Regions from separate parts of the Rattus norvegicus genome. Here region 2 is linked to region 1. The links are chromatin contacts, called in public Hi-C maps. All regions are on one chromosome and are shown on one strand. The core of a region is the stretch at or near the end of the contact, and the rest is flanking DNA. Distances in the headings are between cores, read along the strand shown. Region 1 overlaps Tmem131 (transmembrane protein 131). Region 2 holds the start of Tmem131 (transmembrane protein 131).

What was found. A called contact is a pair of places that touch in the nucleus more often than the background predicts.
Region 2: a contact with region 1 is called in a Hi-C map of kidney, with 2.2 times the contacts expected there. The contact joins the promoter of Tmem131 here to the enhancer-like site in region 1. A contact is called at or near these places in 4 of 12 Hi-C or Micro-C datasets (hepatocytes, kidney and liver).

What each region holds. Positions count from the first base shown.
Region 1 is chr9:46,613,727-46,618,559 of GRCr8, forward strand. The region is part of intron 1 of Tmem131 (transmembrane protein 131); the gene reads right to left. Among named protein-coding and RNA genes, the nearest start is that of Tmem131, 42 kb to the right of the region's middle. Within about 2 kb of position 2,700, at least 3 of the 93 cell types and tissues checked have an H3K27ac peak or open chromatin away from gene starts, as enhancers often do. A contact at or near this core is called in kidney, where this site is marked.
Region 2 is chr9:46,655,540-46,660,372 of GRCr8, forward strand. Tmem131 (transmembrane protein 131) reads right to left here and starts at 2,942. Exons shown (of 41, transcript NM_001427652.1): 1 at 2,493-2,942. The coding sequence starts at 2,670.

The sequences.
Region 1 (4,833 bases), core at 1,450-3,949:
GGAAAAGTGCTGTCTGCTCGTTTTCTGTGTGTGGAGGTCTGTGACTTCTGATGTGCCTGTAAGTTTTCTTGCAAACATGGAGCTCAGTCAGAACTGCATCAGGCTCAGGATAAGGCTGCCGCATGCTTGTCTCCAACTGCTCTCCCTTAAATGCTGGAGCTCACTGTATTCCATGGGTCTTGGTTATGGCTAGGCTGCTGCTGTCACAGTCAGCCAGTTGCTGCATTTGCTTGACTGTGTGACCTTAAAGGTTGCTTTGTCTGTTCCATTTACTGAGAATCTGGCTCTGGAATTAGGTTGTGGCTCACCCCTTTTCAGACCAAGGCCTGCTTTTAAAGTCTATGTTAGAGCTTGGCTTTGAATTCTAAAAATTCTGATTGTGTTCTGTGTCTTCACTGTTTAAAAAGGAACTTTATTTTTATAAGAACATGTAGTTGAAAGATTTTAAGCTTTAAAAGAAAGTTTTGGAGTTTCACAAAAAAATTATTTTAAAAACTAGATATTTTAAAGAAAGAACTTTAAAAAATGTTTAAATTTGTAAGGCTATGGAACATTTTAAAATATATAAGATATTATTATAATGTTTTGTTAATATATGATCTTAATAGACTTATTAAAAATGCTACAGCTAGACATCAGAAACTGAAGTATTTCTATCTTATGTTACGGTAAGACAATGACGACCTTAAGCAGAATGACAAAGAACTAGGAACAACCTATGATCAGGACTCCTTGAAGTCAAAGACCACAGGGGTAGCCTAGGGTTGTCTGCGTGTTGGATGTTTACATTGAGATTCATAGGAACAGCAAAATTACAGTTTTGAAATACCAAGGAGAGGATTTGGTGGTCAGAGGGTTCCACGCCATGCAAAGCTGTGTTAAACACTCAACACTAAAACGTTGAGAACCTCTGGCTTAAGAGGATGTCCTCCTTACTTAAGGTCTATTCAGGCTAACAGAGTCTGATTTAGGGATATATGTCTAACCCCCTTGCTTTTGCAGCACTGTTAATAAGCCCTAGCTATTTTGGTAAACAGAGTCATAAAGTAAACTGCTGTGTTTTATAATGGTTTAGCATGCAAGGATCAGGAAATTCCCAGTCTCTATGAACTGTGTTATGAGTTAAAAGTCTTATCTTAGGGGTTGGGGATTTAGCTCAGTGGTAGAGCGCTTGCCTAGGAAGCACAAGGCCCTGGGTTCGGTCCCCAGCTCCGAAAAAAAGACCCCCCCCCCAAAAAGTCTTATCTTGATACTGGAAGAGCTTCAATTCAAAAATCATTATTCTTATTATAAACTGTTAAAGATGATTAAGCTTTGATATGCTCTGAATTATACTTTCAGTTACGCTAAGCATTATGTAATTGATTACAGAAAAGGGCTTTATTTATCTTTCTATGCATGTTTTCAAGGTCTGGAAACAAACAAGGATTATTTAGCTCATCTATATAGGTATAGGCCTCTATCTGTCCTCAAACCTGAGTATGGCATTTAAGATGTTAAACTTACTATGGCAGAGACTCCCAGATCCTAACAGTGACCCCCAGGGTCTCCAAGAAGACAATGGGCCATTGGACCAGATTGCCTCAATACCATGGAGACCACAAGAGCCTTGGGATGACTGTCTAGGTAGTGACTATGAACTAGTTTATTATTTTAACTGATACATAGGTCATGATTGTAATTTATCCTTCTCAGATCCCTGATCATATTGACAGCTAAGACAACTATAGCTTTGTCAGCGCCTTCCCCCAAGGCTGTAGCCAGATATCTTGTTAGTTCATTAGTTAAAGCTACTAGGTCTCTTATTAAGAAAAGGACACAGATTTGCCTTGCTCACAGGCTTCATTTTAAAGGATCAACAGGTTTCAGGTGTAACTTTCCACGAAAGGAACATGCTTTACAATGACTGTTTTCAATAATAACTTCATGTCTCTCATAAATGGTTAGATTTAAAAAAAAATTGTTCTAAGGTGTATGAAGGTTTTAGGATAATAAAAGCTTAAATAAGTCCTAAGGGTCTCAATGATAATCTAAGATATATAAAGTAATTTATAAAAGCGTCTGCTTCCTTGTCCTCCTGGGCACTCTTCCTCTGAGATGCGAAGGTTCAGAATGTTAACACTCATCAGTAGATTTTGCAAACTGGCAGAGCACTGACTGCTTGCTAGTCATCACAAGCTCACAACTTGAGTTTTCTCTGGTTGTCCTTTAAATATAAACTTAAAGACACTTTTCACCGGGCTAAAACACCTCTGTCCAACCCACATACCTGGCTCTCTGGACAGAGGAAAGAATGTAAGAGGTTTTCATGCTTTTTAGCATAAAGTTTTTGCCAGGACTCAAAGGCACAGGTCCCTACTCCTGCTGCCTTACAGACACCTATTAACTGCTTTTTCTATGATGTAGTTTTCAGTACAATTAACACTAATATTGTAAACTAAAAGGTCAGGTAAGCTTCAGAGGGTCAAAGAAGTCATAAGACTTGGCTCCACCTGCCACCAGTTAAGTACAGCCTAAGTTTCTGCACCTGTCTATTCCTGAGACTGGATTCCTCCCCTTCCCCAGTTATTAGGAGATTTTAATGTCGTCCCTAGTCTATGTTTGTCTCAGCAGATTTTCACTTCCTGTCAGGCTCCATCCAGGGAACCCCTGTGGACTGCAAAGTGCTGAGCTCTGGACTTTGCAGAAAGCTGATATGAACCAGTCCAGCCTATGTGACTGCTCCGTCTCTCCAGCTGGCTCAGCTAATCAGATGCTTCTGATAAATGCCTCATTGCCCAGCTCTCCTGGACCCTGGCAGCAATGAGCCCTAAGGTCAGCTGGGAGTTATAGAATAGAGTACTCATCCCACCGCCACAGGTTGAAATGCTAAGTCAAAGGGAAACTCCCCAGAAGACAGGACAAAATGGTTACTGTCAGCTAACTGACATACCAGAAAAGTGGGCCCAGATTTGTCAACTGGTAGATTTGTTAACTAAAATAGTTCTACAATATTGTAGGGCACTTGGTCTGCGTTTGTAGAACAAACAGGTATTATATGGCTTTTTAAACTGTTGTTTCTGTACAAACCATTCAGGGTTATAATCTGGTTGTACTCAAATCAAGTAACTACAAAAAGGAGAGCTGGCTGGTCCCCCGCCCATTTCCAGACTCTTTCTGGATCGTAACTCTGATGTCTGCCATCACAGGGACTTTAGCCCTCTTGCCTCTGCTAATTACTGCTGGTTCTTACATCACTGATACAATAAGTAAATGCTAACCCATATTGGTACCATTAAGCTGATATTATTAAATCCAAAATAACCAAGTATCTATCACAAGAATTTGATCCAAGACACAAAGGGGGCGGGATGTAATACCCAAAATTAACTTGCAAGCCCCACTTACCCAAGGACCAGTTAACCTCCTGAGATGCTGGGAATTGAAGTTCTGGGAAAATAACAAAGCCTCCTAGGAAAGTACGGTGGCCCATGGGTTTGTCTTTACAGCCCCTGTAACACGAGTCTTGAGGCCACTCAGCATGAAGTTCCAGAGTCTTGTCCTGACCAAAGTCCATCTGTTGGACAGTATTTAATATGTAACAAAGCTGACTTCAAGTTTGGTCCAAAGATGTAAAATGCTTTTTCTCCAGCAAATTTTAGGTTCAATATTAGCAACCTGAGTTTGAACCCCAGAACCCACATAAAGATGGGATAAAAACTAATTGCAGAGTTGTCCTCTGACCTTCACATGTGTGCATTCCCCATGTACATACGCACGTGCACACAACAACAATAAAAACCATTTTAAAGTGCAAAGTCAACTTGTTTAAGGTGTGTGTGTGTGTGTGTGTGTGTGTGTGTGTGTGTGTGTGTGTGTGTATGCTGGTGTGGAAGAAAATCTCCTATGTCATTCTTCAGTATGTTCCTCATTTTTTGGACAGTGTCTCTTAGATCTGGAACTGGCTGAGCCAGTGCCTCAGGCCCCAGTCTCCTTCCCAGCAGCATCATTACAAGTGTGTGCTGGCTAGTTTTACATCAGTTTGACACAAGCTAGAGTTACCTGAAAGAAGGGAACCTCGAGTGAGAAATGCCTTTATAAGATCCAGCTGTAAGGCATTTTCTTAGTTAGAGATTGATGGAGGAGGGCCCAGGCCACTGTGGGCCTGCCATCATGGGCTAGCAGTCCTGGGTTCTCTAAGAAAGCATTTCACCGACTGAGCTATCTTTCTAACCTTCTCTTGGGACAAGGTTTGACTATCATTCTCTATATAGCCCATGCTGGCCTGAACTTTGCTATTCTCCTGATTCTGCCTCCTGACTGTCTGGATTACAGGTATGGTTCACCATGTTTGCCCTTACACTGGCTTCAAGTATACCACTGCAATAAGAAAACAAACGAAAACCAGAGTTGGGTTTTCAGCTTGGAAGAAATTGAACAGGGAGTATCTGTGAGTGTGTGTTATTGAGCTCTTTAAACCTGTGCTATACTTAAAGCTCATCAATAACTGCTGGGATCAATTTTCCCAGTGTGACTACTGATTGTCCATTTCCCTGTAGGGCTATCAATTGTTGCTATGAGACTGAACTATTACATATGCACATAACTAGGGTTATGAAATTCACATCAAAACCCTCAGCGTTGCCACCCTCTTAAAAAAAGGCTATTCTCTGTATTGTTTGCTAAAATGCAAAATGTAATCCTACACAATGCATATGTACAGGATTTAACAATCTAAAACTTAAATAAACAAAAGTTTTCCAGCGAACCCCTGCAGTCACATCACTGAGGAGGATGAGACAGAGAGATCATGGATGTGAGACCTGCTTGGGCTACACAGCAAGAACATGTCCA
Region 2 (4,833 bases), core at 1,692-4,191, 42 kb after region 1:
CCTTTCCTCTGGACCAGCGATAACATAACACACTTCACAGGTCAGGTAAGATGTGTGTAAAGATAGAGTCCGAAGACAGACAAGGATGTTAAGACAAGGAATGGCTCATGTTGTCAGGAAAATGACCATCTGGGTCAAACACTCGGAGCTGCATTAGGCAATCCAGCATTGCCTGCAGCTCTCCTTTGAGACAGTGACTTTGACTCTGTCTTGATTTTCTAGGAAATTCTACTGCAGTGCAGGAAAAAAAATATACAAATATACAAAATACACAGAGAACCACCACTAGATTTGCTGGCAGATCCCTTCTTGGAAACGTCAAACTATATCACTTGACACAGAAGATCCTCAGGGAGTAAAGAGATAAACTAAACGTAGGTTTCTTCATAAGTCTGACCAAACTTTCTGAAAATAAAAACAAAAACAAAAGAAAAGAAACAAAAACCAAAAACTCAACAGCACTGGGGCGAATGTTCTATTTGCCACAGCAGAGGCCAAAGACATTGTGTCACAATCCTGGGCGAAAATCAATTCCATTTCCCCTACTTATTCAAAATAAAAACAGGACTGGAATTTGATCTAAAAGCATGTTTAGAGAGTAGAACATTTATTGAGAGATTTTTTTTTTTTTGGAACATTTGATTAGAACCAGACCTATTTATGAGAGCCTAAGACATATGATATATATTAATATAATTACTCCTAATATCTTAAATAACTATTCCATCCGTACAAATGGTTCCCCCAGATACAGCACTGCCACGAAGGATGTCTGATTCGGCCAGGCCCAGTGGCTGACTCAATCACTTCCTTTCATACTTAACACCTTGGCCGCTACTCTACAGGCTTGGCCCTTCCACATTATTTACGAATATTAGAGAGGTGCATGGGCACTTGTAAATTATGCAAATATATTTCAGACTAATATCCTCAAACAAATTTACTTAACTGTGCCCCCAAAGTTAGTGTATAAAATGATGATTGGAAAAGGCGAGGCACCTACTGTGCGCCTGCACCACACAAGGCAATCAACAGCAAAGCAAAGCAAGTCCCCCTCTGGGTCACAGCGAAGCACAAGAAGACATGCCCACTCAATTATCAAACTATAGAAGGTTCACTCAACACACATGTCCAAATGTTGGCTACCACAGTCACCCATACCAACACTAAACTAACAGACGATCATAAATAATAAGAAGAATTATGGCAATCTGAGGCCTGACCATCTTAAAGCAACATTTTTCATGCTTAAAATAATCTTGCCTTTGCCAAATCCCTGCTTGCTGTTAACCAGACTGAGGCTGTTTATAGAGTTCAATGAGGGAATGTAATGTTTCTAAGAAAGATAAATAATAGAGTGACAAATAGTTACACTTTAAGGCTAATCTGGTTTACCTCTGCAGTTGCCAGACAGTAACAGGGATCTTATAACCATACAGGAAAACAACTTCAAAATTATAAGGAAAGAAATTATATTTCCTTGTAGAATTCCTCTGGTGTGTAATGAAAGATAATCTAACTAGTTTTCTCAATCTTAAAAAAAAAAAGCAGCATTCGCTGTGAATTAATTCATGAAGGCTCTGTGACTGCTCACACTCCTCCCTCCTCCCCTGGGCTCTGCACAGAAACAGGTAGTCCGGAGACACCCCCTCCCCACCCCCCAAATCAGTTTTGATCTTCAAGATTATAAAGTAATTTCTGACCTTGTCAAAGTACCAGTTTTACAGCTTTACAATATTAGGGGAGTTTTTAAAACAGGAGTGAGGCTTCAATTATGAATTTATAGGTGAAGGGTATGCAAGCTGCCATTTGTTTCTAAGGGCTCACACACCAAAGAGAAAAGGTACCGAAATTACGTGAGGCTATTAATGCAGAAATGGAAATCGGCTTCCAGTAGCTTACTAGAGGCAAATGAAATTCTATTTAGGGCTAATAACAAGCAAACAATCCTCCACGCCGCAAAGGGATACTGAATAAGAATACTAAAGAAACAAGAGCCTCTTCAAAGAGATGTTCCAGCAAATATAAATTTTATAAGCTGTGTATTTAAGTCTTTCCCATCAGTCTCGCTATTTTTTTTTTTAACCACCGCATTTTAAAGTGAGCTCCGTCCGCATGCACAAATTAAAACCCGACAAAGGGGATAACAAGAAAAGCGTCCCGCGATCGACCGACCTAGCAGGAGCCACCAAGAAACCGGGTGCCTCCACACCACATAGCGGGCCAAGTAGCAAGAACCTACGAGAGCTCGGGAAGTTTTGAAATGGGCACTGACAGCAGACGAGGGGAAGACCGGGGAACGGCAAAGGAAAGGAATCACGGAGCAGCTACAGAGCCGCGCCGCGCGGCCGACGCGGCAGCTCGCCGAACCGCGAGTCGCCGGCTCGGGACGGGGCTCGACCCAGCAACTTCGCGCCGGCGCCCGCCGCGGGCCTCCCTCTCCCGCCCGTGGCCCGCCACCCGCCGCCCTCTGCCTGCCGCCGGCCACCCACCTTCCTTCTCGGCCCGCGCCGCGGCCACCACGAGGGTCATCACCAGGTGCAGCGCTCCCAGGAGGCCGGCGGCCGCGCTCCGAGGACCCCCGCCGCGGCCGGCCGCGGGCTCCAGCCGGGCCCCGGAGGACGCGGAGGCGGCGGCGGCGGCTGCTCCTCCTCCCGCCCGCTTCCCCATCCTGGCCGGCCGGGGGCCGCCAAGCTCGAGGTCCGGCGCGACCCTTCTCCGCGAGGTGACGGCAGCGGCGCGGGAGCCGTGGTCCGGGCTGTGGGCGCGGTGCCGGAGGAGAGAGCGGTTGTGGGCCCAGGGCTCGGGCTCCCGGCGTGGGTCCGGGTCGGTGCGTGCGTGGGAGCGAGAGTGTCAGTCACAGCCTCGGCATCGGCATCGCCTACGAAGAGCCGGAACGGAGAGGCCGCGGGTCAGGCACGGCAGGCGGCCATACTGGAAACGGGCAAGGGCCGCGGGCCCCGGCGCTGGCCTCTGAGGGGCGGGGCGGAGCGCAGGGGCCCGCCCCCTCCGTGCCAACACCTGGGCGGCCCGCCCGTTCGCGTGTTTCCCGAGGACTCCGTGAGCTCCGACTCCTCGACACGCCCTCAGAATCCCACGGGCTTCACCGACCTGACGGGCCGGAGCGGCCAACCGCACCCTGTCACCGCTGCGGGGCCCAGGAGGAGGAGGGAAAGGGACCCGGGCCGGCCAGGAGTTAAGATGGCGGCAGGAGCTTCACGGAGGCAGTGACGGCAGTCACAGGGGAGACGGGGTGGCCACGGTGCGCAGCCGCATTGGTGCGTGGGCGGGGCCCGGCCGCGCCTCCGACGCCGGGACAAACCCGAGTCTAGTGGTACTGCAATGTTGAAGCCTTCCAGAGGTCTGGGTAGGCATCCGGAGTCCAATGCCAACAGTCCGTGCCAGTGACTCCTCCGAATCGCCCCTCTGCTCCTCGATGGCCTTGACATGGGGAGTGTTCAGGGTCCGATTCAATTTCTGGCGGTGCATCCTTGAGAATGGGAACCCGCTCTGTTTACGTCTGTGTCTTCCAAAGCGTACCCAAGAGAGGCTTAATGGAATCCTCGTACCTCATGTTCACAGGAAACCCTTTTATGTTGTTTCTTTGCTTGTTTGTATTTGGAAACTTACCGTGTGTGCGAAAAGCATCAGTTGGGGAATGGTTGAGGAACGTGGCAAGGTGTGCCTCCCTAGAAGCCAGACTAGGTTTTCTCTATCTTGGAATGATTAATGTTTCTATGTACATACTCCTTTCAAAGGCCCAAATTAAACGTGGTGTGTCTTAGTCTTCTTTAAGAAGCAACCTCATGTCTCCCAGGTTAAAGTGTGTATATGTATCTGTGTGTCTGTCTGCCCTCTACGAGTCTTAATCTAGGCCATTTTGAGAAGGGGAAGTTATTGTCACAGTTTGCTAGCCTGGTCACTTCCCCCAAGAGCCTAGCCCCAGAGTCTTTTTTTGCTTTTCTCAGCTTTTGGTTGATTAGTCGGTCTATTTAAAAGGTCACATTTGCCTATTGCATGTCTTAGAACAAACTAGAAAAGAAAATGGAACTTCAGAAAGTCTTATTTTAAAAGATACTCAACGTCCTCCCTTCTGCTGCCGTCCTGTTTGTGAAGTGAGCATGTAAATTAATAATATATTTTGAAGGTGACCTCACCCCTGATGGTTTTTGGTTTGCCCCCCACCCCCACCCAGGCAGTCTCCTTCTGAAGCCTAGGTTGACCTAGAACTCACTGTGTAGCTCAGGCTGGAGTGGAACTCAACTATGTTCCTTAAAAGTCCGTAGAATACTGTGATTAGAAACATGTGCCACCACCCCTGACTGCTAGTGATTAAAAAAAAAATTTATGAATACTAGCACTAAATTTGAGTTCATTGTTTTCAGTTCTGGATCCAACCCAGTGCTTAAATTTTCTCCTTAATGTAATGAAATAGCAGTAATCATCTCTCAACTGGCTTTTGAAATGTGCCTAAGGCAAGGAAGAGAATTGTATGGAAGGTTTCTAACACTGGGAGAAATTAAGCCCAAGGATATGTAAGTATCACTGGCACTTGAACATATACGGGCAGGTTCAAGAGAGTCGAGCCTCATGTATGTACTGCCTCTGCGGTGGGCCCTTTTTCTCAACACAAGTTCTTTCCAAGACCCTATACCTAATTGTGTAATTTTGAGCTGTGTTCTTATCTTTAAATAGCTCCTTGAGATGCTTGAACAGGCTTTTACCTGACTCTTCAGAGTCAGCATTTGGGCAGCAGCAGCCCTAAACAGACAAGGCAGTCTTTGGTCGGCCTATCCTCAGCAACGCCAATTAAAGAAACAAGTTAAGTGAAAA